Regions from separate parts of the Oryctolagus cuniculus genome. Here region 1 is linked to region 2. Evidence: chromatin contacts called from public Micro-C data. All regions are on one chromosome and are shown on one strand. Each heading gives the region's core, a stretch centred on a gene start, on an enhancer-like site or on the middle of the called end of the contact. The rest is flanking DNA. Distances are from core to core; before and after follow the strand shown.

Evidence for each region. A called contact is a pair of places that touch in the nucleus more often than the background predicts.
Region 1: a Micro-C map of ear pinna shows a contact between it and region 2, with 2.3 times the contacts expected there. The contact joins the enhancer-like site here to the promoter of INSIG1 in region 2. A contact is called at or near these places in 3 of 6 Hi-C or Micro-C datasets (ear pinna, liver and an unstated tissue).

The regions. Positions count from the first base shown.
Region 1 is chr7:13,162,607-13,166,045 of mOryCun1.1, forward strand. No RefSeq gene overlaps it. Among named protein-coding and RNA genes, the nearest start is that of INSIG1, 58 kb to the left of the region's middle. Within about 2 kb of position 1,630, at least 3 of the 8 cell types and tissues checked have an H3K27ac peak or open chromatin away from gene starts, as enhancers often do. A contact at or near this core is called in ear pinna, where this site is marked.
Region 2 is chr7:13,104,462-13,107,970 of mOryCun1.1, forward strand. It overlaps INSIG1 (insulin induced gene 1), which reads right to left and starts at 1,371. Exons shown (of 6, transcript XM_051858282.2): 1 at 1,233-1,371; 2 at 323-768. The coding sequence starts at 737.

The DNA of each region.
Region 1 (3,439 bases), core at 380-2,879, 58 kb after region 2:
CACCTCCCTCCATCCAGCCTCATCGCTCACCACTTCCCTTTGCAGCCGGGGGCTCTGGCCATCTTTATTATCCTGCAGCTCTCCACTTGGATTTGGTCGCTCAGAGAACTTGTCCCACCCACAGTGACCTCCGGACTAGGGGGTCCTAGGTACCTCTCCAGGGGCTCTATGCCCCTGTGTTAGCACAGCTGAGTCTCCCAGTGTTGGTCTCTTTTCTGGGCTGGCTTCCTACTAGGTGAGAAGGTGCCTGGAGGCAGGGTCCTTCCTCTCTGACCTTTGTCCCATGAGGGCCTGGTGCATAGAGAACACCTGGCAGGTAAGAGGGGCCAGCACAGGTGTACAGCATAGATGGGGGCATCTGGGACGGGTATCCAGAATCTGCTGTCCTGAAACTGTGGGATCCTACACCAGGACCGGGGAGCAGGCCAGGGCTCTCTCCTGCTACCTTTTTAATTTTTTTAAAGATCTATTTATTTGAAAGTCAGAGTTACACAGAGAGAGTAGAGAGAGAGAGAGAGAGAGAGAGGTCTTTCATCTGCTGGTTCACTCCCCAACTGGTTGCAATGGCCAGAGCTGGGCTGATCCAAAGCCAGGAACCAGGAGCTTCTTCCAGGTCTCCCACATAGGTGCAGGGGCCCAAGGACTTGGGCCATCTTCTACTGCTTTCCCAGGCCACAGCAGAGAGCTGGATCAGAACTGGAACAGCCGGGTCTCGAACCAGTGCCCATATGGGATGCCAGTGCTTCAGGCCTGGGCATTAACCCACTGCACCACAGCACCAGCATCTCCTGCTGCTTTATGAGAGTCTCTCAGGCCCCTGGGCACATGGTAAGGCCTAAAGACGTGGGATGAGGTGACTGTGGTTGGGAGCTAATGATGGGTGCCTGGGGGAGGCCAGGCTCGGGCTGAGCTTCCTGTGGGCACCCTGGGTGGTGCAGGACCTCTCGCTGCAGGGATTGAATGTGACAAGGAATGGGCTTGGGGTTCCTTGAGACTGTCACTCGCTACTGCTGCAGGTGAGTGTGGTGTCTGTGTAGCCCCATCTTCTCACCCTCTTGTCAAGCGGCATTTCCTGGGCCCAGGGTGGTAAGTGGGGGTGATGACAAGACACAGACTCCTTGTTGCGGAGGGCTCCTGGGCCGGCAGAGATGCAAAGTTTCGGGAAGAGATTCTCCAATGTCCATGTTGCATTGCAGGAGAGAACGGGGGTAGAGAAAAGCCTGGGGACTGAGAAGGAGGCTGGCAAGGGCTGGGGCCTCGGAGACTCCAGGGCACTTGGCTGTGGTTAATGGAATTCCTGGTAGGGGAGAAACACTTGGCATTTGTAAGAGCGCCTGTGTCTGTGTTTTGCTTTTCGGAGCCCTGATTTGGAAGAGCAGGATATTTTATTTATTTATTCCTCCCCCTGCCCCCACAGGCACTTGAGCTGTTTCTATCTGCTTCTCGTTAAGATTCTTGAGATAACTTGAATTGGCACAGTGTGACTAAGAGTAGCTAATAGACCTTCGCCTTGGTGATGGGCCCTTGTTCTTTGCGAAGCCTCAAAAGCCATGTGCAGCCCCTCCAGGTATGAGAACCACACATCACGTTCCACCTCGGCCTCCTCTTTACAGCGCCAGCCCCAGGTGAGTCAGGCTGGGGCTGGCTGCTTGGCTGAGCTTGGCAGGCTGCCAGTGCCTGGAGTGTTTTCTTACCTTTCAGTTGATTGTTCTGGTTCTGCAAAAAAAAAAAAAAAAAAAAAGCAGCTCACAATGATCATACCCCAGAACAGGAAGGCAGAGGTTCCCCATCCTGGTGACACGTGGCCACCCTGAGCCCTCCGCCCAGCAGCACCTGGGTTACTGATGTTCTTCATGCACTCCTCGAGGGGCGCTGTGCACCTGCGTGTCCCTGACCTGGGGACAGGTGCACAGTGACTGTCAGCTTTCCTGAGGGCGCTGGCCCTCTGTTCCATTTCTGTTCAGAATCTAAATGTTAGACCCATCGAAGTACGTAGTGATTTTTTTTTTTAAATAAAGATTTATTCAGGGGCTGGTGTTGCGGCATAGCAAGTAAGCTGCTGCCTGTAGTACCGGCATCATGTGTGGGTGCCGGTTTGAGTCCCGGCTGCTCCACTTCTGATCCAGCTCTCTGCTGTGGTCTCGGAAAGCAGTAGATGGTGGCCCATAGTCCTTGGGCCCCTATACCCACGTGGGAGACTCGGAAGAAGCTCCTGGCTCCTGGCTTTGGCCTGGCCCAGCTCCAGCTGTTAAAGCCATTTGGGGAGTGAACTGGTGGATGGAAGACCTTTCTCTCTCTGTCTCTTCCTCTCTCTGTAACTCTTTAAACAAACAAATAAAATAATATTTTTAAGATGAAAGAAAAAAAAGTGTTTCCCAAATTAGCTTACTGGCCAGAAAACAAGTGATTCCACAGGGTGGCAGAATAAGAGCCCAAATGAGCTGAATCCTGTGTTCCAGGCACCATGCTAAGAGCTTTGCAGGACCTTCTGTTCCCCCCGTCTCTGCAGCGTAGACTGTTGCGGCCCCACTTCTCAGAGGGGAACCCGCAGCATGGTGGGGGTGAGAAACGGAGCCGACATCATTGCCTGGGAGCTGAGGTTGGAAGTGGAGGCCCTGAGCCCGGAGCCTGGCCCTCGGCAGCCCCCGAGCCCGCAGAGAGCACGTGTGTGTTTGCTCACAGCGTCTCGCGAGTGCTTTTCAATCATCAAAGCTTCTGGGGTGCGTGTGCCTGTGTACGCTCCTCCTCAGGTGCTCCCAGAGTCAACACATCAGCAGGCACCCCTGAGGAAGAGGGGGAGGGGTCCACCATTGCCTTGTGTGAACTGAGAGGCGATACCAGGCTTCGATGCCCTGTGTTCCCGTTGACACACGGTGACGCCCTCGAGGGTGGCATGGACACTCTCGCAGTCTGGCCTCGGTCTGTCCGGCTCTCATTCTCATCTCGCTGCCCTCCCCTCTCATCGTGCTAACCTCGTGGATGTCTTCTTAGACCAGGCAGCATTCTTTCCAGTTTTCCTGCCTCAGCTTGCCATTTGCCTTCTGCTTGGAGTGCCTGTTCCTCCTCCACTTTTTGTAAATCTCATGCCCGGGGCCGGCACCGTGGCGTAGTAGGTAAAGCCGCCTCCTGCAGTGCTGGCATCCCATATGGGCACCAGTTCGAGTCCCGGCTGCTCCTCTTCTGATCCAGCTCTCTGCTATGGCCTGGGATAGCAGTAGAAGATGGCATAAGTCCTTGGACCCCTGCACCCACATGGGAGACCCAGAAGAAGCTCCTGGCTCCTGGCTTCCGATTGGCCTAGCTCCAGCCATTGCAGCCATTTAGGGAATGAACCACTGATGGAAGATTATTTTTCTCTCTCTCTGACTCTCTGCAACTCTGCCTTTCAAATGAATAAATAAATCTTATTAAAAAAATAGAAAATCTCACGCCTTCTATT
Region 2 (3,509 bases), core at 121-2,620:
CCCGGTCAGCCGGGACACTGGAGGGAAGGGACCTCAGTCAACTTGGCCCAGTATTTGCTTAAGCAGCCAATGATCTCTCCACCTCATCTCCATCACTGGGCTTCCCCAAACTTGAAACGAGGGGTGACTTAGACTAGCACTGGGTGCCCCACATCCTCTCTAGTTCTTTCTCTAAATACAGAGATTGGAGATGGCAGTTTTCATCTCTGCATGCTCTCATTTCCAAACAAATGCTTGTTGCAGGCCCCAAACATGTTTTTAACCAAATAGATGCCCTTTTTTTTTTTTTAAATTTTTTCTGATAACAAGGATGGGTACTCACCAGCTGCTGTCCCACAACAGGGAGGGACCCACCAGGCAGAGGAGAAGATGGTGGCAATCACCTCCTCGGGGAAGAGGGTGACATTTCTCTGGATCTGTAGCAGGTTGAGCACCAGGGCCAGGACGACCCCCACCAAGAAGAGCACGAGGCTCCTCTGCACCAAGTGATGATGCCAGCTGTTGGTGTGGCTGCCACTGCCACGGTGGCCACTGCTCGCAACGCTCCGATCCCGGGGAGAGGGGTCAGTGTCCGGGCCACTGTGGGCCACCAGCAGGGAGGGACCGGGCACAGCGGCGGAGCTGATCATGTCTCCCACTCCGGCCGCCAGCCCTGCGGCGCGGGCTCTGAGGGGGCTCTGGTGCCTCGCACGGTGGGGATAGGAGCAGCTCCAGAAGTGGTCGTGCAGTCTGGGCATCAGTCACCAGCGGCGTCCGAAGAGGGGCTTCCTGGAAGACGGAGGGCAAAGAGGAGGCGAAGTCGTGATCAAGTTCAATTCCAAGAGCAGGGTGCTGGGGGGAGGGCCCCTGTGGGTCGCTGCCCTTCATCGCCAGTCCCGGGACCGCGGCTCTCCGATGCCCGCCGCGGCGCCGGGACCAGCTGCCCCCCCACCACACACACACACACACACCACACACACACACACACAGCGCGCGGGTATAAACGTCCCGCCCGCCCAGCGCCGTGCACACCGGCAGGCGCCGCCCCGCCGTGTCCAGACCCTCCGCGTCCGGCCGAGGACCGGGCGCCTGCCCCGGGTCCCCCCCGCGGTAAGAGCGAGCCAACCGACCGCCTCAGAGACGGGGTCCACGCGTCAGTCAGCCGGCCGCCTAGGACGCCAAGCCCGGCGCCGCGCGCGCCATCTCCCGCCTCCTGCCACCTACGCCGCCGGCCCTCGCAACCTGCAGCTTACCTGGCCGAGGGGCGCCCGCCAGCGGGCTGACCGAGCAGGGGCGGGGCGGGGACGGAGGAGGAGTCGCGGCCCGGGACGGCCCCAAGTGTGGCCACAGCGCCGCGAGGGCGCGCGGGCTTATATGGCAGGCCGAGGCCCCGCGTCACGTGACTCGGCCAGGCCTACCCGCCGCCCGCGCGCGCCGCGCGGGGGCGTGGCCTCCGCTCGCCCCGCCCCTGCCGCGTGCCCGTCCGCACTGGGTCTGGTGAGGCGGCCGCAGCCAATGGGAGATGGGCGGCCCATATGACGCGAGCACACGCCACCGCGGGCCCGCGCCGGGCACGCGCTGTCAGGAGGAAGCGCGCGGCCCGGACTCCCGGCGGGTGGAAGGCGGGCAGCGGGTAGGGCGGCTTCGCTGACTGAGGGGCTGGGGAGGGGCGGGGTGGGTGGAGATCACGGCCTGTACGGAGGCGCAGAGGCAGGGCGGACGTGCAGGGCCCCGGCTCAGCCCGTGCCGCCTCTGGACCCTGGTCTGACGCCGCGGCCAGGGAGCGTCATGACGGGGTGGGCGGCGGCTCCGCGCAGAACCCGCCCGGGTGAAGGCGGCAGGTGTGGGTGCGCATCCCGCGACCCGCCCCGTGGGCCGCGGGGGGCTTCCCTTCCGTCGCTCCCCCGGGCGGGGGGGAGGGGTCCCTCGGGGTCCCCGCACCTGCGAGCTCTGGGTTGTGTTCGGGGTTCCCTTACGCGGGCTCCTGGTTCCCACCCTCCAGAGCGCGTGTGTGTGGCAACAAAGCTTTTTATGAAAATGCCAGTGACCACTCCCTCTAGTTTCCGGTGGTCTTTGCTGACCTTTGGAAAGCAAGCCAGCACAAACACGAAACAGAGCACTCGCGGGAAAAAAAAAAACAACAGATCGTGTTATCTCGTGGACGTGATTTCTGCACGTCCCGTTTGCTGACAAGTCACGCCACCCTGCAGGACAGGCCGGGTGCCCGCTGAAAACCCACTTGCTGTTGCGCAAGGGCCAGGCTCCTTAAAAATGTTCTTGAACAGCAACAGAGGAAGAGCGCCCGGGCTTCTGTGTTGTCTGCAGATGGGCGGAGGTGCTGGGGAAGTTTGTGCCCTAAGTAGCAGCTTGGCCCAGAGACCCCAGGGAGTCACTGTGAAGTTACTGAGTCAACATGAGATGTCGCTGTGTAGCATCCTCGGCGTTAAAGTTTGTGGCTGTTAGGCCAGATGCTTGTAAAAAAAAAAAAAAAAAAAAAAAAAGAGAGAGATATCCTCCTAAGGTATCAGTATTTTTCAGAGTCCATTAGGGAAAGGGGGAAATTCACCTGAATTTGACTTAAAAAGTTTAGTTTGTTTGAAAGTTTGACCAGGAGGAAGAGATCTTCCATCCACTGGTTCACTCCCCTAATGGCTGCACCCGCTGGGGCTGGGCCAGGCCAAAAAGCTGAGCCCAGCACTCTGTCTGGGTCTCCTACCTGGGTGGCAGGGACCCAGGTGCTTGAACCTCACCTGCTGCCTCCCAGGATAGCCAGCAGCAGGCATCTGGGTGAGAAGTGGAGCTGGGACTAGAACCCAGAAACTCAAGAGGCAGAATGCTGGTGTTCCAAGCAACATCATAACTGCTATGTCAAACGGCTGTTCCTTGATGTGTTTTTATTTTTATTTATTTTAAGATTGATTTATTTGAGAGGCAGAGTTATAGAGAGACGGAGAGACAGAGAGAGAGGTCTTCCATCCCCTGGTTCTCTCCCCCAGTAGCCACAACATCTGATCAGGAGCCAGGAGCCTCTTCTGGGGCTCATGCAGAGGGCCCATGCACTTGGGCCATCCTCCACTGCTTTCCCAGGCAATTAGCAGGGAGCTGGATTGGAAGTGGAGCAGGCAGGACTTGAACAGGTGCTTATATGGGATGCCGGTGCCTCGGGTAGAAGCTTAACCTACTACGCCACAGCACTGTTTTTTTGTTTTAAACTTAAAAAATTTATCTTCTTCACATAAATCTCGACTACATCGAAAATTTGCAAAAATTTAAGCTTCTAAATATTTGGGAGATTATTTCACTTGTAAGTAGTCAGTTATCTGCACACTGATTTGAACTGTCACCTCTGTATTATAGTAAATTCTCATGTATACTTGGATCTGTTGTGTTTTTATTTCTTGAGCGTGACACAGCTTGCAGTGGGCGAAGGAGGGATCCTGTCTTCACCTCTCCCTCGGTTAGGACAGAGGCAGGCTTTCCCACTCTGTGTTATGTCATTCATTTCAGCTCTCAAAGACTTGTTCCCTCCA